4 separate regions of the Sus scrofa genome follow, and all the other regions are linked to region 4. The links are chromatin contacts, called in public HiChIP or PLAC-seq maps. All regions are on one chromosome and are shown on one strand. The core of a region is the stretch at or near the end of the contact, and the rest is flanking DNA. Distances in the headings are between cores, read along the strand shown.

Region 1 (6,841 bases), core at 1,390-3,889, 310 kb after region 4:
ACCTGACCAGTATCCATGAGGATGTGGGTTCAATCCCTGGCCTTGCTCAGTGGGTTAAGAGATCTGGCACTGACACAAGCTGTGGCACAGGTCGCAGATGTGGCTAGGATCTGGTGTTGCTGTGGCTGTGGTGTAGGCCGGCAGCTGCAGCTCCAAGTCAACCCCTAGCCTGGGAACCTCCATAGGCCCATGAATATGGCTTTAAAAAAAAAAAAAAAAAAGAAAGAAAGGAAAGAAATTACTGTAATGAATGGAATTGGAGAAATAAGTGATACTTATTATTGATACTTCATTTTTTCTCTAAAAATGTCTTCTTCCATCTAAACCAAGACTAGTGATACTAATTTCTATAATGTTAAGCAGACACCTTCCCTATGGTCCAGAACTTTTATCCCTGGGTATATAACCAAGAGAGATGAAAGCACAGGGCCATAAAATACCATGCTCATAGCAGCTTTATTCACAGCAGGTCCAAACTAGAAATGATCCAAACACTCATCAACATAAGAATACATAAACAAATTGTAGTATCTCTCCTTCCAATGGAATAATACACAGTTTTTGGAATAAAAGAAAATAACACTGATACATGCAACCACATGGATAAATCTCAGAAACATTATGTGCAGAGAAAGAAGCCAGATACCAGAGTATGTTCTTTTTTTGTTTAGTTGGTTGGTTGTTTTGTTGTTGTTTGGCCATGCCAGCAGCATGTGGAATTTCTGGGGCCAGGGATCAAACCCATGCCACAGCAGCGACCCAGGCCGCTGCAGTGACACTGCCAGATCCTTAAACCCCCTGCACAAGGGACCTCCCACAGTATGTTCTGTACGAGTCCATTTATATGAAGTTCATGAACAAGCAGACCAAGTTCATGAACAAGCAGACCAAGTTCATGGGGTTCACTGGAGTGTGAGGAGCATGAGGGTTAACTGCCTGGGAAAGGGGAACACGGGAACTTTCTTGGGTAATTGGAAAGGGTCTACATCTTGATCCAGACAGTGATTACAAGGAGTTATGTGTGAACAGGCATTTATCAAGCTGTACACTTAAGATTCATGCATTTTACTGTATGTAAATCACACCCCAGTTGAAAACCAAAGCTGATAGTGTCCACCGGCATTTGCTGCGGGCCTGATGGAATGTATGAGGATTCCTATTTATAAGCATTAGACTTGGCTTTGAGCCACTTGGCCACCAGGCAATACAGAAAACCAAGTACCATTTCTCATAGTCAGGAGGGAGGAAACACACATTAACCAAGGGTAGAGCACCTACTATGTGCTTGATCCTGTGCTGGGGGGCTCAGAGGCTTCATGATCGATCAAACAGGGTTCCTGCTCACATTCTAGTATAGGGCAACCCTCATGTACAATGATAGGAAATCAAGGTAAAGATAGGTGACTCCGGAGTTCCCATCGTGGCACAGTGGAAACGAATCCGACTAGGAACCATGAGGTTGTGGGTTCGATCCCTGGCCTCGCTCAGAGGGTTAAGGATCTGGCATTGCCGTGAGCTGTGGTGTAGGTCGCAGACGCAGCTCAGATCTGGTGTTGCTGTGGCTGTGGTGTAGGCCAGCAGCTACAGCTCTGATTCGACCCCTAGCCTGGGAACCTCCATATGCTGTGGGTGCGGGCCTAAAATGACAAACGACAAAAAAATAAAAATGAAACAAACAAACAAAAAAGATAGGTGACTCCAGAGAGATTGGAACAAAGCACTGAGATTATCAGGTCATTAGTTCAGCATTCACTGGAAACTGTTAGCTGAGAGACTCAGAGGAAGGGTAGATGCCATGTTTTCATGGAAGAGGGTGCTTCAAAGAGAGAGGGGTGCAAAGAAAGTGGCCATTCTCCCATCAAATCCTACCCCAGAAGGGCTCTGACATTGTCTGTGCTAGAAGAGTTTGTCTGTCAGCCCCAACTGATCAACACAGAGGCACAAGGAGTATCAGGGTATTTTAGTTTGCTGGGACTGCTGTCACAAATTACCATAAACTTGCTGGCTGTAAAAATCAGAAGTTTGCAGTCAGTATCACTTGGGCCAAAACCAAGGTATGGCAGCGTCACACTCCCCTTGGAGGCTCTAAGGGAGAATCTGTTCCTTGCCTCTTCCAGCTTCTGGTGACTGCCTGCATTCCTTGGCTCGTGGCCCCGCTGCTCCACCTTCTCCCTCTCTTATCGCATTACCTTCTTCTCTGCGCATGTACCATCCTCCCTCAGCGTCCTTCTTCTAAGGATACTTGTAATTGTGGGGCCCACAAAGATAATGCACGATCATGTCCCCATTTCAAGATCCTTGACTTAATCACATCTGCAAAGACTATCCTTTTTTTTTTTTTTTTTTTTTTTTTTTTTTTTTTTTTTCTGTATAAGGTAACTTTCACAGTCTCCAGGGATAAAGACCTAATGTCTTTGGGGCCCACTATTCAATCTCCTACATAGGGTCAGCCCCTACCTTGGCCCTGATGCCTGTAAAGAGGAGAACACTGACCTCTGTCTGTCGGGAAGACAGACGCAGTGAATTAAAACCTGAAGGCATGGTTCCGCCTTCTCTGCCACCTTCAACCTAGTTGTATGGGCCGCTGGCTTCCTGGTTTCAGAATGTGTCTCTGAGGAGGGCCCAGACAGAGCTTCCTCAGAGCTGTGGGTGGAACACACTGAACCAAGACTCTCAGGCCGGGTTTCTCACCATGACACTACTGACACTTGACGCTGCGTCATTCTTTGGGGGCGGGGGCAGCCCTGTGCACTGGAGGGTGTTGAACAGCCTCCTGGGCCTCCACTCACTAGATGCCACTAGCACCCTCTCTCGGCTGTGACAACCAAGAATGTCTCCAAACACTGCCAAATGTCCCCTGGGGGTGCAAGGTGCCCCACCTGAACACTGCTGTTCTGCAGGGGGGAGGTGGGGCCTCTCAGGGGTCCCAGGGGAGGCTGGGCTGCCTGGCCCCACCTCCCCCTCTCTTTCTCTGGGTCGCCTCAGGTTTTGTGTTTTTTTGTGTGTTTTTTTGGGGGGTTTTGGTTTGGTTTTGCTTTTTAGGGCTGCACCTGTGGCACATGGAGGTTCCCAGGCTAGGGGTCATATCAGAGCTACAGCCACTTGCCTACACCACAGCCACAGCAACACAGGATCCAAGCCACATCTGAGACCTACACCACAGCTCAGGCAACGCCGGATCCTTAACCCAATGAGCGAGCCCAGAGCTCGAACCTGCAACCTCATGGAGACTAGTCGGATTCATTTTTGCTGTGGCACAGTGGGAACTCCCTCACTTCAGTTTTGAAGACACAGAGGACCGTGTTGCTGGGTCTCTGAAACAGCCCGTGCGCCTTCAGTCTCACAGAGGGGGGCCTTCTAGAACTGGCTTTCCTGAGACTGGGGCCCTAAGTGAGGGGCTCAGCTGCTGGAGTGTGGGCTCCTCTCCAACCAGACAGTTCTGGGCGTGACCTTCTGGGGGTCGCTGGGGACTTTCGCAACCTCAGGCCTGAGACAAGCCCAACGACTTCGCCACTTTCTTCTCATAGGGTCCTGAGGGTCAGAGAAGGTCAATGTCTTAGAGATGAGCGTTCCCAGGGCCATTCTGTACCACGTAAGGCCTCTGTTCTGGCCTGTACACCTAAGAAAACATCTCAGGGGAGTAGAGTGACATATCGTTAAGACCAAGGGGCTTAGACATCTGATGGCTGGGGTGGATTCTTAGCTCCACGCCTTATAAGCTTGGCCCCTTGGGAAAGTTATGTAACCTCTGTGCCTTGGTTACTCCTGCAAACTGTGCCTAAAAGTAGGCTCTCCTTTGTGGGATGGTGGTAAGAATGAGAAGGACGATGCATCGGAAGCAGGTGATGAATATTCACTTGCAAAAGGGAGAATGAAGTTTCTCGCTTTTGTGTCCTATCTCTCCACAAGATTTGATCATTCTTCTCAAGCAGCCCTTAAGGAGAAACTTTAAAGGATGCATTATTTTCCAGAGTCTCTGAGCAAAGGATTTCCTCCACATCAGAGATAAAATGCAGTAAAGCACATGACATTCCTTCAGAATCTCCATAATCACCTAAGCGACCTCTGGTTATTTAAACAAGACGAGTGTCTTTCTGTGGATTTTCAGGTAAATGATATAAAGCCAGAAGCTGCAGAGGAAGCTTTTTACTTCTTTTAAATAAAAGTACAAAATAAATGTTCGACACTGGCTCCTTTCTTTGCTTTGAAGCTGTCCCAGACACACACAGGCAGGCCCAAAGCATCAAGAAAAGTTGTCTTTTGCAACAGGGAGGGACACACACACATACTTCCCAAAGCCTTGCTTTTCAAGTGCATATATTATAAATCTAGTTGAATGAAGCAAGATTACAGCCAAATATGGGCAGAACATGCTGAGAAACCTCAATTGTGATTGGCTCTTCATGTTGCCCCAACAAGAGAACATTGTGGTTTCAACGTCGGCCCCAGGAAGCCTTGAAATCAACTGAATGGTTTTTCAAACTTGCTCTTCATCATTTCAACCAGGGTCCCAGGCTCACTGCTATTGGCCGCCAGAGGAGCCCAGCCCTGAATCTGGGCTGACATTTTCCACCCTTGTTTGACAGAACATAATTAACGAAGAAGCCACACCCCAGTGTCTGCTACATTTGCGTCTCAAGAGGTTTCAATCCCAGCAGTGGGTTGAATTTCAGTTTTCCTTCTTGCCACACTGCCAATCTATACTGAGCAAGCCAACCGGCTTAAACCCTCTGCAAAGCAAGCTAGGGTTCAGCTGGTTTTCCAAGCCCCATTGAAAGGCCAGTGCTGGTAAAAACATGCGGACAGCATAGCGTCAGCTGGACCCAACAGCGATGACCTGAGATGATAAAATGCTTTGCAGCTCAAATTTCCACCAAGTGTTTTAAAATATTTGGCGTTTGTTGCAGGCCTGCAGGCCTTGTGTAATTCTTTGTTATCTGCGGCACAGGCACTCTTTTTTTTTTTTGCTCTTGTGATCAGATCATGAGTCTCTTGCACAATCACCCTAGGAACTCTGGAGGGATGGAGACTGTTAACCCCAGCCTCGTTTTGTGAGCACCCCAAGGCCTCTTTAGATAGCTCTGCCTTGGCTGGGTCTTCCCATCAATCATTTGCACACACGGTCAGGTCCTGTCTTCCAAAGCTTTGACAAGCAGCAATTCAATCACAAGTACTTCATTGGACATTGATGGATATTTTATTACCCCAGGGGACACAGACAGTGATGCAGTCACATCCGGCCAGAAGCAGAAAAGGACCAGGATTGGTTCACCTCCAGCTGCCCCTGCCCATGGCAGAGTGTGCACCAGCCGAATGACCTCAAAGGTCAGCTTGTACATCCGCTTTCCTTTGAGCAACAGCTAATCGCGTTCGCAGGCACCCTCCCCTTCCTGAAACCACAAACCCTGAGTGGCTACCCCGTCACGAACCCAGAGCTGAATTAGGAAGAGTGGGTTTGGGGGACCTGAGGGAAATTTTGGATGAGGTGTACGTCATTTTTCACGTTTAAGGTGAAGGCATTTTGTGCTGGTCTCTTTGGTAAAGGTCAGTGGTTCTGCCAACATGGACCTGGAGGGGTCATGTCCTTCTAGAACAACCTTGGAAAGTACCCGTGGCTGCACATCTGATCCATTTGCCTCTTGGATCTTAAAATTCCAGACATGGAGCTGCTCTGTGCGTTCCACCTTCACTTAAGACACTGCATGGGCACTATCAGTCCCTAGTACCACGTCTAACAAAGACAAAGGAAACTTACATGACTGAATTGGTAGAGCCACTTTGGAGGGCAGTCTGACAACGTGCATCAACAGCCTTAAAAGTATACCTAAAAAAAAAGTGCTTACACTTTTTGATCTTGAAATTTTTATTTCTAGGGTCCTACTTTTGGCCACTATTCAGAGACAGAGTCTAAAAATCTATGAACTGGAATTCCCCTTGTGGCTCAGTGGTAACGAATCCAACCTGTAATCATGAAGATGCGGATTTGATCCCTGGCCTCGCTCAGTGGGTTAAGGATCCGGCATTGCTGTGAGCTATGGTGTAGGTCCCAGATGCAACTCGGATGCTGCATTGCTGTGGCTGTAGTGTAGGCCAGCAGCTGTAGCTCCAATTTGACTCTAGCCTGGGAACTTCCATATGCTGCAGGTGCCCTAAAAAGCAAAGAAAAAAAAAATCTATGAACAGAGATGTGCATTACAGTGTTATTCTGGAGAAAAATGACATTTTCAGTGTCCCTCAATAGTAATTTTTGAATATATACGGCATGTTCTTACCATGAACAGAGCCATTAATAACCCATGTTGTAGGAGAAGGGGGGTAAGGTGGCTAAATTACCACATAACACAAAACAAAATTGAGTATCCAGAACGATATAGGTTTGTAAAAAAAAGAGAGAGAGAGAGAGACGGGTGTTTCTGAAACTATGTCAGGAGAGAGAAACAAACACTAAAAGGAAATACATCAAAATGTTAAGTGCAGCTTTGGCTGGCTGAGGATGAAGTTCACAAGGGCTTTTTGGTTTTGTTTTCATCACTGTGCCCTTCTGGATGGTTCGAAGTTCCCACAGGTCTTAAGGGTTGGTTTTATCATGAAAAATTCATTTAGAGAAAGAATACCCTTAATTAATTCATTAATAACATGAACATGGGAGAAAAGCAAGGCACTAATAGTCCAGTGGACACGCGCTGGAGGCTAGCATGGGCCCGAAGCCATCTGTCTCTACTCTGCTGCTTTTGGTACAGGGTCATGGGGAATCCATAGAATGTGCTCGCTGGGGCAGGGGGAGGGGAGGGGGAGGCGCTCCTTTCACACTCAGATGTGGAGCTGGGAAGCTGGCCCAGGC
Region 2 (7,002 bases), core at 3,850-6,349, 360 kb after region 4:
AGTGGTTGTGCAAAATAAGTAGCTCTGTAATCCTCATTTGTCTCCACCTGACATCTCATCCTGCTTTGTGACAGAGAATTGTTCCTTGATTTGACATTCTTTTAAAGAAAAATGAGCTGGCATTGAATTCTTAGCTGAATACCGCTAGTTGGTGTGTGTGTTTCCAATTACATAACAGGCCTGGAATACCACTTTCAGCTGAACTCCTTGATGAGGCATTTGTAAACTGTATTTACCCAGATGGGCTATAAAATAGTAAGAATGGTTGCACAAAGCTTTCAGCAAGATTTGTCTTCTTTCTTAACTGTTACACATCTTTAGCTCGAAACAGAGGGAAACCTGAGGCAAGGATGGCTTAAAATTGCCCAAGGTGTCTCATTGGCTAATTGGGGTGTCAAGTGGATGGTGGGGAAATGGGGCTAGCTGGTTTTCTTTAGTGTCAGTAAGCCGGGATTCCCTTTGGGTTATTGAGAACTCCCAGATACAAAGGTGGGCTGACTTGAAGTGGGAAGATGGCTTCCAACCCAACAATGGAAATGATGCTGTCAACAAGAATCTTAACATCAAGGTGTGGAGGTTGAGTTTCAGGCTGGGGCAGAGCCTTCCAAGGTGTCAGCTCTGCCTGTGCCTTGGTTGGGAACCCATGTGAGCAAGGGAGTCAGAGTGGTAAGGGCCTGGAGTGGACAGTGAGGAATCAGGCACAGGGGTGGTCTTGAGAATCCACATGGAAATGGAGGAAAAGTGGTAGACATGATCGTTCCTGATTTCTGAGGCAAGGGACCCTCATGTTTCCATCTTAGGCAGAACAGACACTTTGCCCAGTGGAGCATGGAAAGGCCTAGACAGATTCTGATCCAACTTTACAGTTGCTCGTCTAGAAGGTGGAAAAGGATTTTGAGAGTTTCCTGGCAAAGGAAATAGGCTTGTGTCTGCAGCTAAAGGGGGCTCAGGTTGGTTGCTTCTTCTGGAATGATATCAGTCAGGGAGAACTGTGGCTGCACTCTGTGGGCTCCAATGAAGCTGTGAGCAAGAGGTCAGCACAGGCAGGGGGAGAGCCTCACCGGTGGAAGAGCAGGTGAAGGAGATGTGCCCGGGAGATAGGCAGTGAGAAATGTGTGCTTCAGGTGCCCCTGATGTGGTTTCCTTTTCTTTGCTTCCTCTTGAAGCAATGCAGTTCATATGATGGTGAACTCATCACAAAGTTGAAATGAACCTGAGTTGCGGAAAGACATACATCACGTCTCCTAGGACATTCTGCCTGCTCCAAACCTCTGCAAGCCATTGGTTGGACAAGTTTTCAACTTTGTAGATTCACTAGAGAATCATGTCATGCTGAGCGTGAGTGAATGAAATAGGGTAGGACCAAATGAAATGCCCTGAGTCTACAGCAGGTCCTCCACCCTGGTACTCAAGCCTTGTCAAGACTTGTGAATCAATGATTTTTATTAATTTTTTCTTTTTTGGCTGCCCTATGGTATATGGAGTTCCCAGGCCTGGGATCAGATCTGAGCCACAGCTGTGACCTATGGCAATGCTGGATCCTTTATCCCACTGTGCCAGGCCAGGGATCGAACCTGAATTCTGGTGCTGCAGAGGTGCCACTGATCCCGTTGCACCACAGCAAGAATGCCTGTGAATCATTTCTGAAAGTAGAGAATTTCATATAAAATAGCTAATCAATAAGGACCTACTGTATATCACAGGAAACTATACTCAATATTGATAATAATCTGTAAGGGGAAAGAATCTGAAAAAGAATAAATGTGTGTATATAAATGAATCACTGTTCCATGCGTCTGAAACTAACACAGCACTGTAAATCAATTGTATTTCAATTTAAAAAAATAAATAAAAGTAGAGAATTTCTAAAAGCAGAGAATTAGTATATCCTTAAAGGTATCTTAAAGCAACCAATCCCCAAACCGGGTGATTTATTTTCACTCATCCCATTGTCACACTGAACACCTTTGGCCTTCATAATTTCTTGACCCCTATTTTCATGAACATGAACATCCAGAAATTGTTGCCTAAGACAGCCCGGAAACACATCTCAATCGTGTGTGGGGAGGGGACATCTAACATGCAAAAATACCTACTGAGCAAGTAGAAATGAGAAAGGGTAAAGAACCAGGAAAGAGAGAAAACAAATGAACAACTCTTGAAAGTACCTGGAAAATCATTGAATAGGCATCATAAAATACAAAGCAATTTCAAGAAGGAACTTCAGAAGTTGCCGAACCCATTCATTCAGCAATTGCGGTACAGGCTGGGAGCAGAGCTTGACTCAGAGTGCTGAGGAATAAAAAGATTCAGTCCCCAGAAAGCCAAGACTGATGTGTGATAAAAACCAAAACTGTAGGGAGGATCAAAACTAATTGAGCCTGCCCAGCAACCTTATGTTCTCAAAGGAAAAATTCGAAATCATAAATTTAATATCATTATAACCACAAGAACAAAATTCATTGAGAATACTCATAAGGGACAAAACAAAATATTATGTTGGTCTTCTGAAGGAATATTATCAAAGAATGTTTCATACACATGAAAACATGCTCAATATCACCAATTATTAGAGAAATGCAAGTCAAAACTACCATGAGTTATCACCTCACACCAGTCAGAATGGCCATCATCGAAAAGTCCAAAAACAATAGATGCTGATGCTGGAGAAGGTATGGAGAAAAGGGAACCCTCTTACACTGGTGGTAGGAATGTACACTGGTACAACCACTATGGAAAACAGAATAGGAGTTCCCATCGTGGCGCAGTGGTTAACGAATCTGACTAGGAACCATGAGGTTGTAGGTTCGGTCCCTGCCCTTGCTCAGTAGGTTAATGATCCAGCGTTGCCGTGAGCTGTGGTGTAGGTTGCAGACATGGCTCGGATCCCGCGTTGCTGTGGCTCTGGCGTAGGCTGGCGGCTACAGCTCCGATTCGACCCCTAGCCTGGGAACCTCCATATGCTGCGGGAGCGGTCCAAAGAAATAGCAAAAAGACAAAAAAACAAAAAAAAGAAAACAGCATAGAGGTTCCTCGGAAAACTAAAAATAGAACTACCATATGATCCAGCAATCCCATTCTTGGGCATCTGTCTGGAGAAAATTATAATTTGAAAAAATACATGTACCACAATGTTCATTGCACTACTTACAACTGGAAAGACATGGAAACAACCAAAATGTCCATTAACAGAGGAATGGATAAAGATGATGTGCTACATCCATACAATGGAATATTATTCAGCCATTTAAAAAAGAATGAAATAATGCCATTTGCAGCAACATGTATGGACCTAGAGATTATCATACTGAGTGAAGTTAGACAGAGAAAGAAAAAAAAAAATCATAAGCTATCACTTCCACGTGAAATCTAATAAAAATGATACAAAAGAACTGATTTAAAAAAACAAACATACACACAGATTTCCAAACCAATCTTATGGTTACTAAAGGGGAAACCTTTGGGGGGGGGGGGAAATTGGGAGGGTGACAATAACATACACATACGACTGCATAAAACAGATGATTAACAAGAACCTCCTGTAGAGCACAGGAAAATCTATTCGGTAGTTTGTAATAACCTATATGGGGAAAAAGAATGGATATATGTATATGTATGACTGATTCACTTTGCTGTACACCTGAAACTAACACAACATTGTAAGCCAACTATACTCCAATTTAAAAAACAAATGTTTTCTGTTACCAAAGTTAAAAATCTTTGTGGTCTCTGTTCTCTACTTGTTTCCTAACTCTTCTTAACACACATTATTTGGACTGTATGTTTATGCTTTTACGATGGATGTTAGAAAAGAGGTACCTTATCCCATGAGGTACTGTTTGAGAAGCGGTTTGCAATAACAAATCCTTAAGGTTTGAAGAGCAGCTAGGGTTGGTTTAAGGGCTCTCAGTCCCACCTAGTCTGTGCAGATTTTCCGAGTTACTGGGGTGTCTACTTCCTTTGTAAATTAGGATGCTTTTCTCTCCTGTGATTATCAAGGCTGATTGGTTTTGCTCTGCACTTCCCTGGAGGTCCTTGTCTTTTCTTTGGCTCACCTTCTGTTGCCCTTCCTTATTTGTAGATCATCGAAGGAGGCAAGTTTCCTTTGAATGTCATTAACACTTTGTAATTAGCCAGGAAGTTAACAAGAATACCAAATGTCCCTTTCCCATCACAGGGCCAGCCGCTGTTTTGTTTTTCTATCCTGAACTCCAAGCAGAAACTGGCCGGGATATAACTGCCCCTCTAGGCGAAGAGTGATTAATTTCATGGGGAAGTGAAATTCACCCAGCTCTTGACCTGTCCCACTCAGGACTCAGCAAGCTTTTCTTTCCAAGTGCCATGGTTAATGCCTTCATCCTGGAAAGCTCGTCAGCCCTCAGCTTCCTCCTCAAACACAAACCACGAAAGGACTACGCATTCACAGTGCCGACAGCAATGCTACTGAGAGGCAAAACGCAGGAATACCTGGGCTCTGGAATCTAGCAGACTCAAGTTCAAGGGGAGGCCTGGGTAACACCCACTTTTTTAAGTTAGGGGGTGAGGTATAACTTACATATAGTAAAATTCACCAAGGCCTGGTATTTGAACTTGCACTTTTCTGTAATCCACAGAGGAAACTCCACCACATTCAGAGTCAGGAAGTATAGACCCTGGGTACCCATCCCCTTGCCAATGTCACTTAACAGCTCTCACTTCTGTCTGGCTTCTTTTGTAAAACAGAAGAGGGGAACTAGGTGATGGTAAGCCCCCCCCCCCCCCCCGCGCGGGTTTTAAGAAGTTCGTAGTGTTCTGTTTTAAAAGACCCTGAAACAAAACTAAACCAAAAATCTTGTCTTCCCAAAAGATCCTTATCTCATGAGTGAAGTTCAGTGTTGAAAGAACTAAAGCTTCTAGAGCTCAAAGTTTTATTTTTACAGTTGCTGCTGGGAGTTTTGCTAAGCGTGTGGGAGCAGAGAGTTCCCACCCCCTGCTTTTAAGCTAACCCGCAGCCCCATTCCACTCCTCCGCCTTGGTCACCCCAGCCCTCCAGTCCAGAGGCAGTGTGAACAGGAAATCAAGTTTCTCAGAAAGTTCAGGCTACCTTGGACGGGTGCCAGATGGCGCTGGAGTAAAAGTGCCGGAGGCGGACAAAGAAGGTTCTCGTCCTCTGGTTACACAGCTCTCTCCTTACATCTCTCCCTTAAACTTCCTCAGCTTAAATGCCAAAACGTTTCTGCAGCTGGGGAAACAGTGCCGCATTCTTTGGTTGTGGCCTGGGGTATCCGTTCCACCCGTTTTTGAGCCAGACACTTTGGCGTGGCCGATCTTTCAGTTTACCTTGGCTCCCTTCTCCCAAAACCAGAGAAACGAAGCACATGCATTCCTGGGTGGACGTTTACATTTGGAACGGAAATGGGGACATTCACTCCCATAATGTAACCAATTTGGAGCTTCGGGAGGGTGTTCTCCCCAATTAAAACTCTCTGACCTGATTCCCATCATGCACCTCTTCCCCCCCTCCCGGCTTCTCCAACAGGTGGACACAAAAGCTTAATATCTGTGGGCAGTTCCAAGGGAAAGATCACCTCATTTTGTGACTCCTGGCCATTCATGGTAGCCTTGGGGGGTTGTGTGGGGTTTTTTTGTTGTTGTTTTTAAGCCCTATTGGAGAGTCGATTTTCACGGGATCTTGTTGAGTCTGACTGAGAGAAACCACACCAAAGTCTTTATCCTCCTCAGTTTATGGAAGCCGGTCCCAGTATGGGCTGCACTGTTAGGATGGCATCTGATGACCTTTTACTTTGTTCTATTATTTCTAAAGGGCACATGGTAACATACTATAATTTTTCTTTTCTTTTTTTTTTGGGGGGGGGGTGAGGACCACACCTGCAGCATGTGCAAGTTCCCAGGGCCAGGGATCAAATCTGTGCCACAGCAGTCACAATGCCAGATCCTTAAACTGCTGAGCCATCAGGGTTCTCCTAAAATATTTCACTGTGTTTATTGTTTAAAAAAGGAATGAGCACAGGGAACTATATCTAATCACTTGTGATGGAACATGATGGAGGATAATGTGAGAAAAAGAATATATATATATATGTGACTGGGTCACTTTGCTGTACAGCAGAAATTGACAGAACACTGTAAACCAACTATAATGGAAAAAAATAAAAATCATTAAAAAAAAGAAAAGGAGCATGAGAATCAAAGTGATCAGGAGAATTGACTGCTCCTCAGTAAAGCTAAAAAATGCAAAATGTCCATCTCCTTTCATTGGAATATAAAGTCAGGAGAGCTGGGATTCAGGTCTGTTTCCCCTATTTCTCTATCACCAGCACCTAGAATAATACTTGGGACTTAGAGTTGAACTGATGAAACAAAGAGACCCTTGGGCAGAGGAGGCTCTAATGACCTGGTGGCCTACATAAGCAAACCAAAATCTAGGCCTGTAAATACCTCGAGATTACCAAACTGAAACGTAAGGACAACCAATCCCAAACAGCCAACTAGGCTTGAAGTCACAGCCAATAAATCATTTCCTTATTTTGCTTCTGCCCTTTCTCTATAAAAGTCTTTCCCTGAGCTCCAGTCAATGGCCAGCTCTTAACCACTTCCCGTTTGGTGCTGCCCCATTCAAATAGATTTTTGCCTAAACTCAGTTTATCTTAAGTTTATCTTTTAGCACTAGGAAAGAGTTAATCAATCTTTGCTGAATGATTGAATAAATGTATGAATTAATGACCTCTCATAGAATCCTCTCGAAGAGAGTCTTTTCAACCAAATCCTTAAGTAAATCAATATAAGTATATATTGAGTCAATAATGTGAGACAAACAAACAAAAAAATAGGATAACGAGAGTAAGAATGCATCAACTGACTTATCTATCCAGGAAAGTAATAACTAAGCTTCAAAAAATAAACTATATGAAATACCACTGGGGAATAAAGAAAGAAATGAAATATTGACACTCGAAAGATCATGGCCTCTCAAAATAATGCTGAGTGAAAGAGGCTAGACTA
Region 3 (7,709 bases), core at 3,333-5,832, 440 kb after region 4:
TCAATCCTCGGCAAAGAGGCTAACAGACACATTCTGGTCTTGGGGGAAAGGCTACCTCTGAGGCCAATGGGAAGACGGGTCGTCTTGATCTTTCCTGCAGTTCCCAGAATGCACTGCAGGAAGTGGGGCGGGCAGCTCCAGGCGCTACCAAGAGAGGCTATTTACTGTCCTGCAGCATTGAGGGCTCAGTGCCATGATTCCCAGCGCTGGGGAGGGCAGTACTCTTGCTGCGTTCAGAGTCCAGCATTCACACGTTCTGAATCTAGTTATTATGCTTTGGTCTTGGAGAAGGAACCACACTGGCAGAAAGTGATGCAAAAGGGAGGAGCAGTCTGTCTTTCCTTTAGGGATTAGGGAGAAGGCTGACATGGATGAATTCCAACCATATGGCGAATGCTAAAAGCCAGGTGTGGGAACTCAGGGGTGAAAGCAAAGGTCTAGAAAGGAGGGCGGGGAGACTCCCCCCAGGAGGCAGAATTTAAGCTGCGACTTGAGGGAGGAGGAAGAGGCCCAATCGCCAGTCCACTGTATACCTTTCCTGTGGCCGCTGGAACCGATGACCACAAATTGAGAGCTTGAACGACACACATGTATTACTGCACAACCCTGGAGGCAGAGGTCTCTCGAGGGTTTCACAGGACCCAAATCAAGGTGCTGGAGAGCTGGGTCCCTTGCTGGAGTCTCTAGGGAAGAATGCACTTTCTTGCCTTTTACAGCTTCTAGAAACTGTCCACATTCCTTGCCTTCTGACCCCTTTCTCCATTTGCAAAGCCAGCCACATTGCATCTCTCTGATCCTTCCCCTGTAGTCACGTTCTCTCTGGTTCTCTCTCCCTCTTCCACTTGTAAGGACCTCTGGGGTTACTTTCACCCCACCTGAATAATTCAGGACTCTCTATTTTCAGCTGACTAGCAGACTTCATTCTGGCCACAGCCTGAATTCCCTTTGGCTGTGTAACCTCCATATCATAGGTTCCAGGGAGGAGGATGCGAGCATCTTTGGGGGCCATTATTCCGCCTACCGCACCCATTTTACAGATTACTTATTGTGTGGCCTTGAGCAGTTTGTTCTGGACCCTCTGAGCCTGAGGCCTCCCATCTATTAAACAGAGAAATAACGCTCGCCCTGCCCATCTGGCGATGTTGCCCTGAGAATTAAATGAGATAGTGTAAGTGAAAGTGCTTTAAAAATGGTAAAACCGTATGTCAGCATGTATGCTCCTTTGGGGGCAAGGGATGACAAGGATAAAATCTCTTGTGAGATTCTGCCACATTTCTTCCCAATTCCACATGCAGTGATGTCACACTGGTGTCTTGAAATCAACCATGGTGGGAGCATTTATACCATGGAAATGGGCAAACACTACATATCAGGGTGCTGCCCGCCCCTCTCCCTGCCCCCAACCAGCTGTTAAGCATTCCCAGCACATCACAGCTTTATCCCATTATTTGACATACCAGCTGACATGGTTATTGTTTCTTCGGAGTACAGATGAGCAGGGGGAAGCTCCAAGCCAGTGAGAAACCTGCATCAGTGCACGTTGGCTGGTAAGAGGGGGCCGGTGCCAGCTTGTCATACACTCCAAAGCTCTAGTCCCTCCACCACACCCCCACAACCACACTATACACCCCCCTAACTCATCCTGTTAGGATGGTTAGTCTAACTGTCCCAGAGGCTTCATGGGGCAGATGGCCATTTTTTGGGCCATGAGAATGAGGTTTCCTGGGACTCACCCAGGTCACTGCCTCCATTGGTGGCCCCTGTGTATTAACCTTCAAGCCGACTTGACCTCAATTGTGCCTGGAGCCTTCTACTCCAGGGTTTAGGCAACATATGGAAACAGTGACCTCATCATCCAATGCAAAGGTTCAAAGGGATTTGATGCAAACAAATTGCCAGGTCACTCAAAAGTCAAAGTGCCCCATGGCTTCCTTTTAGACAACCTGGAGGTATGTGAAGGTCAGCAAGTACAAGCACTCCATTCAGAGATGGAGAAAGTAAACAGCAGGCTGGCATCCTATGGGAGCAGTTAATGGAGGCGATTCGAGAGAGAAAAAAAATGGACTCTGCTCCATTTTGATCAGGTTTCCATTCCTCTGACCCTATGCTAACGGGGGGTTTTATTTTATTTTTTGGCTGCCGCGCGGCATGCAGAAGTTCCCGGACCAGGGATCAAACCCGTGGCACAGCAGTGACACCACCAGATCCTTCACCACTAGGCCACCAGGGAACTCCAGGGGTTATGTTTCAAACTGGTGCTCAAGGCAGAAGGCATCTAGACTAGTTGGTGGGCGTGGGAATTCACAGAGGAACAAAGGCTCACAACTAACAATGGTTCTCAGTCTTGGCTGAACGGTGGAATCACCTGGGGAGCTTTCAAAACTCCAGCACCCACGTTGTGTCCAGATCAGTTCATCAGACCCTCTTGGGTGGGACCCTGGCCTTGCATTTGCCCACAGAAACTCCCAGCTGATCTAGGTTTGACCGGCTGCTGCCGAGCTTATTTTCCGCACTCCCGCTTTCCTGGGGGTTTCTATTGTGTGTCAAAAGTCTGTTTGGGAAAAGCTTAGTATCCAGTTACAGCTAAAGGCCCTGGCTGGGCAGAAGGTGAAAGGCCTTAGAGCATTTTCTAGAAGATGTTTCAGGGAATAAAAAAAGCCCCACACCCAGCAAACCAGTTTTCCCAGCCTTGTATGACATCACCAGGAGCCAATAAAAAACTTTCACTTGAGTTTACTGGTTCATGTCTACATGGATTAAACCTAGAAACTGCTGGACAAACTGTGTACGCTTAGGTCACCCCCCCCCCCCCCCGCCGCCCCAAACTGCTCTTTGTATGAGATCGAGCCCATTCTCTGATTTGCACTAGATCCAGCCTTTTATCGACTCGCTTTTTTTCCACGCACTTGCTCTGAGGCTATGGTAGTAGTACTGGTTGGAGGAGGGTTTGTGTCCACAGGCAGGTGAGAAGCCAGCTCTCAGAATAAACAAAGATTCCACACCCTAGCGCCTAGCGAAGCGGAAAGCCAACGCTTTTGGTAGACTGTGGCTGCCCCCTGCCGGCAGTGATTGGCATTGACTCGTGGGGAAGCGTTGCAAGCCCCCCGCAGTCCCCGCTGGACCCACCTCATGCTGTGGCTCCAGACTCAGCAGCCAGGCTGCCGGCGGCGGAAAGAACTTTCCAGGAACCTATCCGATGGGGTAACGCGAAAAGGAAGACACACGCATCTAGGAGTTTACATTGTCTTTGGACCATGTTCACCTGCATCTTAAATGAGCCTTCCTTTGCAATGTTTCATGTTCTGTGACCAGAAAATCATGATGGCGTGTTCAGATTAGTGCCTAACTTGCAACTTCCGGCCACTGGAAGCTGAGCAGCTATGCAGAGCCATCCAGATGAGGTGGAGGAGCAGGGAGACCCGAAGAAGCCAAACTGTTCAGAAGGCGTTTGCTCAAACTACATCCCCTCAGCATTGCCCAAATGGACATCATTAGAAACATATTCATTTGGGCTTAAGATACTGCCGTCCGTAAACGAACCATGGAAATCTCTGGAAAGGCTAATATGTGCATCACTTATATAATGAATGTATTTATCAGATCACTTTCCAGAATTTCATTCCCCATGTATTCAACAGTTGCCCTAACATCCACTGGGCTTGGCACTTGGGGCGAAGGCGGGGGCGGGGGGGGGGGGATACAGGCGTGAGGAAATTGCGGTTCCTTGACTGCGGTTCAAGGAACTTTTGGTCTTGTTGGGGAGGGATCTGAAGCGACTAATTGTGACCGAGACAACACAAAGAAGTGCCAGGATAGGGGAGCAAAGTGCTGTCAAACATGGAAACCGAAATTGTTCATTTTGAGTGCGGTACTTGGGTGATGCTTGGACCAGTGGGTCTCCAAGCATGGTCTCCACCCAGAAGCATCAGCATCACCCGGGAGCTTGTTAGAGATGCAAATTCTCAGGCCTGCCCCGGGCTGTTTTAACAAGCCCTCCAGGTGATGCCTGCCCAAGCTGAAGACCCACTGCTTCAAAGACAAGATGATGTGGGCTGGAAAGAGGACCCAAGGGACACATGGGACTTTCATAATTAAGATGGGCGGGCATTTCTCATCCTCATCCCTTATATCCGTATGGTGATTTACACCCTAGTATGTGATCTGACCTTTACAACAGGACATGAGACAGAGAAGGAAGCGAAACAAGTTTAGATTTCAAAGCAAATAAGAACTGGGTACAAATTCTCACTCTGACACCAAGCTGTGTCAGCTGGAGCAAGACCTTTAACCTGCTTTCTTACCAGTAAATGGTTACAGTTCTGTTCTCTGTGGGGATTTTTGGTAAGGATTAAATACAGAGCTGCTGTTCACTAAATGGCTATTATTTCTATACATTATTTTTATAAACCCCTGTTGGGAGTGAGAAAACCCAAGCTTGATTGTAGTTGTGAGGCTGCCCCTTGGGTACCTGACTCAGTCCTGGGGTGGTTTCCCTCCCAGACAGTTTTCACTACAGAGGAGGCCTCTACAAGGCCTTCTCTCTAGTTACAGATTTGTCGGCATTTCTGGGTTTACCGCATGGGGAACTCTAGAGGGCGCCAATGGTTCATGAAAATGGCAGTCACTGACGCAGAGCTGGAAGCTGAGTGAATACCGAGAAGTAGCGAGAAGGTGGAGTCGCACATAAAGTGAACATATTGCTTTCTCCCCCAAACTAGCCACTTTTAGGCCATGTGCATCATTTCTACGATAAACATTAGATGACTATCTGGAATTTTCCAAATTTTATTCCGTATTTATTAAACAGCTGCTCTAAGATGCTCTAGGGAGGAGACACGTGTGGGTAACATTGTGGAATAAACCCCCTCCTGTTTTTTCCCAAGTTTAAGGACTAAAGTAAGCAACTTTTTATAATCTATACCCAATGGATGGAGATTTGAACTCTAAGAATTTAGTAAGTTTTTTTTCTCTACAGGTGGAGCATATAAACTGGCATCCAGTGGGTAGAGACCAGGGATGCTGCTAAACATGCTACAGTGCACAGGACAGCCTCCTCCAACGGAATAGTCTACAGTCCAAAATGCCAGCAGTGCCAAGGTTGAGAGATCCTGCGCTAAAGATTCTCACCATCACCCCAAAGTCAACACATCAAAGATGAAGACTTGCATTCCCCAAGTTTACCAGATCTTTTTAAAATTTTTATTTTTAGGGCCCCTTTTGTGGCATATGCAAGTTCCCAGGCTAGGGGTTGAATCTGAGCCATATATGTGGCCTACACCACAGCTCGTGGCAATGCTGGATCCTTTGCCCACTGACCGAGGCCAGGGATTGAACCGACATCCTCATGGATATTAGTCAGATTCTTAACCCGCTGAGCCACAATAGGAACTCCTACCAGATTTTACAAATGTTGCTTCATTGTCTTCCCAACTCTGTCAGGCTAAAGCCTTTCACATTCCCTGGAAACCTTCCTGTGCTTTGCTCCATAAATCTATTTGGTCTCCAAGGTGTGTGGATTTTTGCCTATTTTGAATTCACGGCTTGCCATTCTCCCCAGGCAAGTATTACTATCCAGTATCCTTTGTCCAGGATCGTCTCTGCTGGCTTTGTTCTCCTGGGGTTCAGGAATCCTGCACTTACCTCTTCTAGTCTCTGTGTCCAGCACTGTGCCCAATGGGTGGCCTATTTAGCAAGAAATATCTAGGAGTCTTTAGGGAGAAAGATTTCTGGCTCAATACAAACACAAATTTCTAACAAACAAAAAAAGTATACATAGAATTTAAAGGCATTTTTTAATGTGTATGTTATTATGGCAAATTAAATGTGCTTCATAAAGGAAGGATCAATATGTGGACATAAATTTTAAACTTTCTTTTGGAAGCTCTGCTCAATCATCATTGTAATGTACTTCCTATCTCTTAATTTGTTTATAGACCTGTCACACACTAAGTCCTAGAGACCATAGGTAATGTATGGGTTATTATAGCCTGTGAAGCTGAGTTTATTTTTTGTTGCTTCTCTCAACTGCCTCCGAACCATGGCTTTTCCCACTCACCCCAGCCTTGCTTCTTCCCTTGGCTACATACTCACCCATATTTTCCCTGTTCTTTCTTCCCCACCACCTTACACAGATAATACCTTACACAGTTAATACCTGTTCACTTTTAGCTACTTTTTAGCTCTTGTGCTAAACCAGGAAAAGAAATTCCCTAAGAGGGAATCCTCAGGATTTGGGGTTTTTTTGTGTTTCTGTGGTTTTGATTTTTTTTTTTTTTTTTTTTTTTTTTTTTTTTTTTTTTTTTTTTTTGCTTTTTAGGGCCACACTGGTGGCATATGGAAGTTCCCAGGCTAGGGGTCCAAAGAGAGCTGCAGCTGCAGACCTATGCCACAGCAACACCAGATCTGAGCCACATCTGTGACCTATGCCGCAGCTTGTGGCGATGCCAGATCCTTAACTCATTGAGCAAGGCCAGGGCTTGAACCCACATCCCCATGGAGACTAGTTGGGTTCTTAACCCACTGAGCCACAATGGGAACTCCCTGTTTTTTTGCTTTTTGATGAAGTGATGCTTTTCAGTCACCCTGCCATTATTAAACAGAGAGTATAAAATAACATTTTCACAGAAATAGAGAAATTGCTGTGTTATGCTTTCATTTTCCTCACAATCTCCTTATTTTAAATTTTATTAACTAAATTTCTTAATATCTACTAATCAGTCAATAATGACCATCTTTATAAATACATTTCCACATACATCTATATGTATACATTATACATACATGTACACACATTTTATATCCATTTCCAATGTAAGCAATATCGCCAGAGTATCCAAACTTGGTTGGATCTGGTTGGTTGATTCAAAGGTGGAAATACTCCCAAGATTAGAGGTAAAATGTTTTAGCCATTGCCACTGACATCTTTGAAAGCTCAGTATTTCTTAATAAGTCCCTAGAGAGCTTGTTCAGCCACAGCAAACATTAGTCCAATCAGTGGAAGGATCATGTCTGTTTTCAGCTTATGTCAAGTACTAAAATTATCCTCCATAAGGCCAATGATGTTTGAGAAATGAATATTAACCTCTTCATACCATACCAAAGAAGGTCCATCATTGTTACTGTTTCATCATTTATTGTTTCTAAATTATAATCTTTGTTGTCACTTCTCTCTTTAGAAGCCATCATGTCCCCTTTGGAGACCTAGCAGGGCCAGTTCAAGGAGCCAATCAGCTGGATATAAAGGCCTCAAGGCATAGGGCCTAGATTGTTATTTAGGGGGCTTTAAAAACAGAACAATCCATGTCAGAATAGTCACTGTCCCCATGCACCTGTCACTAGGTTGGGTGAATCTCTATTAGGCCTTCAAATCCCTCTTGAAGATGGCAGTGAATACTGGGAATTCTCTAACAGCCAAGCAGCTCCTAAAGCTCTCTGTATTTGTTTATGGATCACCACATGATTTCTATACTGTTGCACTCAATTTATGACATCACCCCTTGCCTTCTTCTTTTCATCTATGCTGTACTTGCTCTGAACCACAGCCTAACAACATTCAGAGAATACAAATGATTTCTGCTCAAGCGCAGAGCCTCATGGACTCAGCCTCATGTCATCCAAGAGGGTTGGCACTGTCTGGTAGCCAAAGGACAACAAGCCTGCCCCTCCACATAGGTGCTGGAGTGTGACATTTGACAGTGTGACCTCCTACT
Region 4 (7,441 bases), core at 703-3,202:
AGTGGATTGCCTCATCATGCTTCATTTATTTATTTGTGAAATAAAATTAAATCCAGAGGAATTGTGTACTATTCACTGATTTGATGTATAATTTTTACTTTTTTTTTTTTTTTTTTTTTTTTGCTTTTTAGGGCCACCCCCATGGCACATGGAGGTTCCCAGGCTAGGGGTCCAATTGGAGCTGCAGCTGCCGGCCAAAACCACGGCTCACGGCAACATCGGATCCTTAACCCACTGAGCGAGGCCAGGGATCAAACCTGCAACCTCATGGTTACTAGTTGGATTTGTTTCCCCTGCACCACAACGGGAACTCCCTATAACTTTTACATTTTATCCTGAATGTGGGCGGGGAAAAACCCCTAGTGCCAATTTCTTGAAGAAACCTCTTGCAGTCTTGCTGAAATATTCACTAATATTGATTTACTGGAGCTGTGGACTGGCATCCTAAATATTTCACTCTTTTGCAATTTTAAATACAAACGCAGACCTTTCCCCTTTGAGTGGTTCCAAGTGAGAGCTGTGAATTAATTAGAGTCATTTTAATAAACAAAATGTTCTTCTCTAAGTTATAAGCCAAAGAAAACTTCCTTTTGTTGTTGTTGCTGTTATAGGGCCCAAGAGACCATATTTCTTCATGCAGTTTTAGAATCTGGGGGCTCCGCCTCTGAGTCCCAACTCCTGGTGTGCCACGGAGCTTCCTCCTGGTACTGAGAGATGCTCAGAAGAGTGGCTGAGCCACTGAGGTCTCAGAAGCAGCCCCTGCTGCGTCTTCTGTCTCCATCTGTCCTTGGAACCAACAGAATCCACAGGAGGGTGAGTGAGTGCTTAGACTCTTGGCTCTTCTGAACCTTTGAACATCGTGCCTCTGTTGCAGAGCCTGGCTCTGTGGGGCGTGAAAACCATCACCCTCATAGCAGTTTTCATAAAAGTACAGAATGATAGTGTGACATACTTGAACTTGGCTAAGAGAATAGGTCTGACGTGTTCTCACCGTGCCCGCCAAAAGGTACCCAAGTGAGGTGATGGATGTTTTAAAATGCATGGATGGTAGGAATCATTTCACAGGGTTTCTGTGCATGAAATCATCACATTGCACACCTTTGCGAGGAAAAAAAAATCATATGCAATCTAAATATAAACTTTTTTAATTTGTTAACCGTATGTCAATAGGGCTAGGAAAAAAATCACAGAATTACAGGTCCAAGAACAACTGGCAGAAACAGATTTGGGAACAAATCAAGCTGACTTAAGGTAAGCCTCCAGCCAGCTGGTGAGGGACAGTGCTCCAGGGTGACAGAGAGGGACTCATGAGACGTGAGTATTCAGGGCACCCCGCCAGCATGTGTAAGAGGGCCGAATCATGGAGAAATTTGCTCAGATGGTTCTGATGGCCCTGCCCACAGTTCAAGCTCCCTCGGCTTCCCAGGACCTTCCTTGCAGTGGCTGCACCCAGCACAGATCTCACAGCCCCAACGCTTCCAGATCCCATTCCACTGGCCAGGGTTTTAGGACCGGAGGGTACAGAATTTTATTTTAAAATAATGAAATAATAAATGACCAGGCGTGAGCCTCTAGGATGGATTTCCTTGAAATGAACTGGCTTTTCATCCACTGTCTTGGATTATTCACTAGATAGGGAGCCGAGTTACAGCAAAAAGAAATGAAACCACCCTTGCCTCCGGAAGGAAGCTTATGTTGCAAGCAAATTTGACACACACACCCCTGTGATAGGTGGAAGGAACAAAACCGGAAGTAGTAAATTTCTCAGATTATGGAGGTTATTGTGTGTAGCTGCTTCTTTTAATCTCGCCTCCGATATTACTTTTGGATCATAGCATCTTTTCTTTTTCTATTTAGAGAACACACAGCTTTCGATCTGGGTCCCTACTGGGTGTGTATTAAATTCTAATTTGCTGCTGTTACGTAATCTTATGACAGACTAGGCAAGACAGGCATCCTGAGCAAATGCTTGGTTGGCAGCTCTCATTTCCACGTTCCCACATATGTAGTCCATTTACTCCAACCCACGTCAGGTTGCCGGCCATCGTGTGCTGGCCCTCCAGCACAACAGAAAGCTCTCCAACTGGTGAACTTTGTCCTAAGGGACCCCTCACCCCTGGCACCTGTCAAAACAGGCCCGGAGGCCATCTCCTACCCTTTCCACGTATGTGTTAAGCCTTCTCAACAATGAGTGCACTGTCTCTACTGGAATTCTGGGGGCTTCTAGCATTCTGGCTTAAGAATACAGTACTGTCTTTTAAAAGGCTTGATTGGAAGGAAACAGGAAATTGGGCAGCTGAAGATGATTCCTAATCATGTTCTAAAAATAATCCATTGTGGAGGCTGGCCTGGAAGTGTGGCTTTCCTTAGATGCACACAGATCACTGCTGCAATGAGCAAGGTGCTTATGCATTTAAACGTAGCAGGCGATGTAGACCCACAGCCACCACTCTCATCAGAATGGACTTGGGGGCCCATCCGGCAGATGAAGCAGCGGTGCTCCAGGGGGCTCCCTTCTGAGCCTGTCTCAGCTGAAATGACCTTCCCCGTCACTTCCCCCCACAGAATTGTCACTATCCATTTACAATCCGCCCTGCTTGCTGTCGGCCTGCAGCCTGGCATCTGGGGGCTGAGCCGAGCCCCTTCTACCGGGTACTCCCCCTCTCTCCTCCACCAGGCTTTCAAAATGCACGAGCATTTTTTCCTTTCCCGTTCTTTTATTCTACAGAGGTAGCACATTTAGTTCTAGTCAAGCAAGAATCTTTTATGGACGTAGATTTTTATTTCAGCTCTCTGCAGGTGGAAGGGGGCGGAATAAGAGGGAAAAAACAGATGCCAACCCTGGCAGGTGGTTTTTGTGCTCAGGGACCGAGCTGGAACACCGGTACCCGGAGGTGGTACTCACAGGAAAATTACCAAGCAGGAAGATGCCTGGATTCCTGGGACAGAGAGGGCCCAGGACTTGTTCTCCTGGCAGGGCAGATTCTCGTGCGCTTTGAGGTTGATTTCTGTGGTTACTGACCTAAGGTCTGTGGAGAGGCAAACTAATCGAACCAAAAATCAAACCAAAATCATCTACCTGTGGACCCAAGAGTAACAGGAGGGCCTCTAACCTTGGCCTTTGGAACACGTATCTGGTTGGGGCCATAGACCTGGGTGTGGCAGGCCACCCAAGCAGGGAAGGGTCCCAGCTTCAGGCAGAGGCCAAGAGCAGCCTGGGAATCCCATCAAGGTGGCCCCTTCTGTGATGGGGATCCAGGGCTAACGAAGTGTGTCTCCCGGTGGCTGGTATTTTTCCATCTGGGCAAATGAGGAGTGTTCCCAGTTTGTGTAAGCCTTGAAACCGTGGTCCAGGGGGTGGAGAGTTTGCATGTGGTGGAACAGCATTGCCAAGGGGAGTGCGCATGTGGCGGCATGAGCGCACTGCGCATGCGCAGACTCTGGACAACGAATGTCTCCAGGCAAGTGAGCTGAGAGCCGCTTTTCAACGGAGTCGGTGCGGCTGTCGTGAAGAGAAAGCCAGTGGCCGCTGATGGTTGATGTAATGACTGTCATGCCCTTTCATGTTGAAAAGTCCATCTTCTAGAAGAAAAATTACCTGCTTCTGAAGAGCAGCTCTGTAGAGAGCTTCCTCTTCTTTGCACGATACAGTTACTTCTCATTTTTGCCTTATCTGCTTCCTCTTGGACCCTTGACTTGCCATTCAAATACATCACAGAAATACGAGAACTCCAAGGCAGCCAGGAATTTTTTAAAAAATGTTTAGTGGAAGAAAAAGAAGAAAAAAAAACTTGATAGATATTATGAATTATTTTCCTTAAAAAACTATATGCCCAGAACCAATTCTTCTTTGATTTATCAATATCAATTTAACCTGATACTCTTTTTGTCAGCCACGGCGTGCAGCAGCTTCACGTGGGATCTCAATTCCCAGACCAGGGATTGAACCCAGGTCACAGTGGTGAAAGTGCCAAATCCTAACCACGAGACTACCAGGGAACTCTCCCTGATACTCATTTTTTTACAACACAGTTAGCATCTTGGAGATCTTTGCTTTCTGGGAGAGATTCATGAAACAAAGCATGGCTCCCAACACAGGGACAGTGAAAGCACCAAGGTCATTCGAAAGAACATCCTTGGCAGGAGTGGTCGTGAACACTTTCTAAGCCAAAGCGCCTTGTGCTTGACTGTGTGGCTGGAAGGAAGCAACTGACCTCTCCGGAGTCTGAAGGCGCCTGTGGGCAGCTCAACGATTTTTGACAGAACTGCTTGAGGCGACTTCATCTGGTTGAGAAGCAGCCGCTGAATTATTGAACTGCCCCTTTCCCTGCGCACAGAATTCCTCACGTGAACCTGTCTGCCACGGGGATGCTGCATGATAATGGCAAGTCAAGATACAGCATCAAGGAGAAGCCGTCTTTAAGAAGGAGTGTTCTGGCAACTCCTTCTTAAATAGTGCTGGGGTTTGGGATTAATCAAGGCCATCAAGGTCTCCTCGCTGCTCTCTGATGGACGGTCCATGCACACAGGAATGTGATAAATGCTAGCTCATCAGCCACCATCATGTAGGTTTGGGGGAAGAAAAAATGGAAACAATGGCAAAATGTACAGTGTCGGCAGTTCTGACTGGGGAGGGGAAGCGATCTTTCATTCGGCTCCTCTGTTCAAACCCGACTGGTTCATGTCACAAGAGCAGGGCCATGTGGGGGGCCTTGGGACGCTGTGGGCTGAGGGTCAGGGGTGAGGTTGGGCAGCTGTGCTGATGGTGCCCATAATTATGGGCTCAGATTCTTCTCGGATCTGCTAAGGCAGGGTTATTCAACCTCCAAGCTACCAATGTAATCACTCTTTGTCACGAGGAACCTTCCAGAACACTGCTCGATGCTTAGCAGTAAATACGCCCTCCACTCACTGGCAGCGTCCCCCTCCCCACCACCCAATGACTTGTGATAACCAAAAATGTCTCCAGACATTGCGGAGTATCTCCTTGGAGTGAAGCTGCCAAATTTAGCAAAAAGAAATAGAGGATTCACAGTTCACTTTGAATTCAGGTTAAATAACTTGCTAGTATGTTATGTCCCATGTAATATTTGGGACATACATATTCCAAAAAATTATTTGCCATTTCTTTTGAGATTCAGATTTCAGTGGGCATCTGTGTTTTACCTGGTGACTGTCCTGGGGGGAACAAAACTGCCTGGCTTGAGAACCACTAGGTTTATGTCTTCCCCCTTTGAAAGGGCAGAGGAACCAATCTCTCATTATAAAACCATCACTTTAGCAGAAGGGAGGGTATAGATAGAAAATGGCCAATGAGCACATGAAAGGATTCTCAGCATCCCAGGTCATTAGGGAAATGCAAATCAAAAGCACAGTAGGCTACCAAGCCATACCCACTCAAACGGCTAGAACCAAATACGCAAACAGTACCAAGTGTTGGCAAGGAGGCGGAGCTGTCTGAAGAGGTGTCTCCAGCTGAATTCTGCTCTAAGGCCTTGCAACATATCTTCCTGTGAACAAATGAAGTGCTGAGACTTCACCTTCTTGATATGGAAGGAACAATTAACATGAGAACAAAACACAAACCCATGTTTTCATAAAATACCCACAATTAAGGCAGATTCTTGTTGGTTTGCATTGGGTTTTCCTTACTCCCATCCATCACACACGCTGCTAGAATAGTAGCCTTTCTCTCTCTCTGTCTTTCCTCTTTCCTCCCTTTTCTTTTTTAAAATTTTTTTTAGCTTCACCCATGGTATATGGAAGTTCCTGGGCCAGGGATCGTATCCGAGCTGCAGCTATGACATATACTGTGCATAAGTGTGGCACAGCCAATCCTTAGCTCACCGTGCCACAGTGGGAACTCTGAACAGTAGCTTTTCTAAAACAAAACTCTGACTATATGATCCTACTCTGTGACTATCTTAATGGCTGCCCACGGATGACAGGACCATCCAAATGCCTACCACGGCATCTAAGCCCTTCCACATTGAACGCCAACTCTCACCTCCAGTCTGCATGTTAGTAACAGCTTTACTGGGATGTAATTCACACACCAAGCTATTCACCCACTTAAAGCGTACAATTCAGTATATTTTAGTAAATTCACAGCATTGTGCAGTCATCACCACAGTCGATTTTAGAACCTCTTCATCAGCTCCGAAGGAAACCTCGTATCTGTTAGCCGTCACCCCTCATTTTCCCTCAACCCCTTCCCCTCTAATCCCTGCGACCTTTTGTGTCTGGCTGCTCTCACTGCGCATACTATTCTCAAGGTTCATCCACACTGTAGCACATTCATTCCTTTTTATTGCTTGAGTAATTTTCTACTGTACGGATAGACCATGTTTTCTTTGTTGTGTTATTCATCAGTTGATGGACATTTTGGCTATTAGGCTAATTTAAAAATGCAGAGAACAAGGTAACCGGCACCCATATATGAGCCTCTGTTTCTGCAGTGGATCTATGTGAAAAGCAAATGATAGATACTGGATATAAAGCACCTAGCACAGAGCCTGGCTCCAAGTTAAAGCTGGGTTAGTAGGAGTCAAGAACTGCCATCCCCTGGGGATTAAGGGATACACACTACATATAAAATAGATAACCAACAAGGACCTACTGTATAGTACAGGGAACTATATTCAGTATCGTGTAATAACCTGTGACAGAAAAGAATCTACATATATACAAAAAAAAATATATATATATACACACACACACATATAAATCTGAATCACCATGCTGTACATCTGAAACTAAACATAACATTATAAACCATCTATGCTTCAATTAAAATTTAAATTAAAAAAAATTTTCTTTTGTCTTTTTGCCTTTTCTAGGGCCGCCTCCTATGGCATATGGAGGTTCCCAGGCTAGGGGTATAATCGGAGCTGTAGCCACTGGCCTACGCCACAGCCACAGCAGCTCGGGATCCAAGCCACGTCTGTGACCTGTACCACAGCTCACGGCAACGCCAGATCCTTAACCCACTGAGCAAGGCCAGGGATCGAACCCACAACCTCATGGTTCCTAGTCGGATTCGTTAACCACTGCACCACAATGGGAACTCCTAAATAAATAAATTCTTAAAAATTATTGTTCCCACATGTGAGAACACTCCATGGCCATCATAGATGGGCTCAACCTTGCATGAAAGACAATCCCAAACTAATGAGGTTTAATCTCTACCATTTTTCATATATTGTAAATTAAGGTGGATTGAGATATATTTTTAACATTTTCTGAGAGTGTTACTGTACTCGTGCTGAGCCCAGAGGCTCCCCTGGAAGGGTAAGGGCAGGCTGGAGGGCACAGCAGTAAATAGTCGAATGTTTATATTGTTCAAGTTCAGACCCACATCTGCTACAAGTCTCACGCATTTTCTCCCTTTGTTTACTTCCAGCTCCAATATATGTCCTTTAAGTATTTCTCAGGATTCTTA

Evidence for each region. HiChIP or PLAC-seq counts read pairs in DNA pulled down with a chosen protein or histone mark.
Region 1: an H3K27ac HiChIP or PLAC-seq map of alveolar macrophages shows a contact between it and region 4. The contact joins two enhancer-like sites. A contact is called at or near these places in 2 of 2 datasets of contacts at active chromatin or transcription factors (alveolar macrophages and skeletal muscle).
Region 2: a contact with region 4 is called in an H3K27ac HiChIP or PLAC-seq map of alveolar macrophages. The contact joins two enhancer-like sites. A contact is called at or near these places in 2 of 2 datasets of contacts at active chromatin or transcription factors (alveolar macrophages and skeletal muscle).
Region 3: an H3K27ac HiChIP or PLAC-seq map of alveolar macrophages shows a contact between it and region 4. The contact joins two enhancer-like sites. A contact is called at or near these places in 2 of 2 datasets of contacts at active chromatin or transcription factors (alveolar macrophages and skeletal muscle).

What each region holds. Positions count from the first base shown.
Region 1 is chrX:9,752,424-9,759,264 of Sscrofa11.1, reverse strand. No RefSeq gene overlaps it. Among named protein-coding and RNA genes, the nearest start is that of TMSB4X, 110 kb to the right of the region's middle. Within about 2 kb of position 2,639, at least 22 of the 83 cell types and tissues checked have an H3K27ac peak or open chromatin away from gene starts, as enhancers often do. A contact at or near this core is called in alveolar macrophages, where this site is marked.
Region 2 is chrX:9,705,863-9,712,864 of Sscrofa11.1, reverse strand. The region is part of intron 2 of LOC106506896 (a long non-coding RNA gene); the gene reads right to left. Among named protein-coding and RNA genes, the nearest start is that of TMSB4X, 59 kb to the right of the region's middle. Within about 2 kb of position 5,099, at least 28 of the 83 cell types and tissues checked have an H3K27ac peak or open chromatin away from gene starts, as enhancers often do. A contact at or near this core is called in alveolar macrophages, where this site is marked.
Region 3 is chrX:9,621,869-9,629,577 of Sscrofa11.1, reverse strand. No RefSeq gene overlaps it. Among named protein-coding and RNA genes, the nearest start is that of TLR8, 25 kb to the right of the region's middle. Within about 2 kb of position 4,582, at least 6 of the 83 cell types and tissues checked have an H3K27ac peak or open chromatin away from gene starts, as enhancers often do. A contact at or near this core is called in alveolar macrophages, where this site is marked.
Region 4 is chrX:10,061,867-10,069,307 of Sscrofa11.1, reverse strand. No RefSeq gene overlaps it. Among named protein-coding and RNA genes, the nearest start is that of EGFL6, 150 kb to the left of the region's middle. Within about 2 kb of position 1,952, at least 8 of the 83 cell types and tissues checked have an H3K27ac peak or open chromatin away from gene starts, as enhancers often do. A contact at or near this core is called in alveolar macrophages, where this site is marked.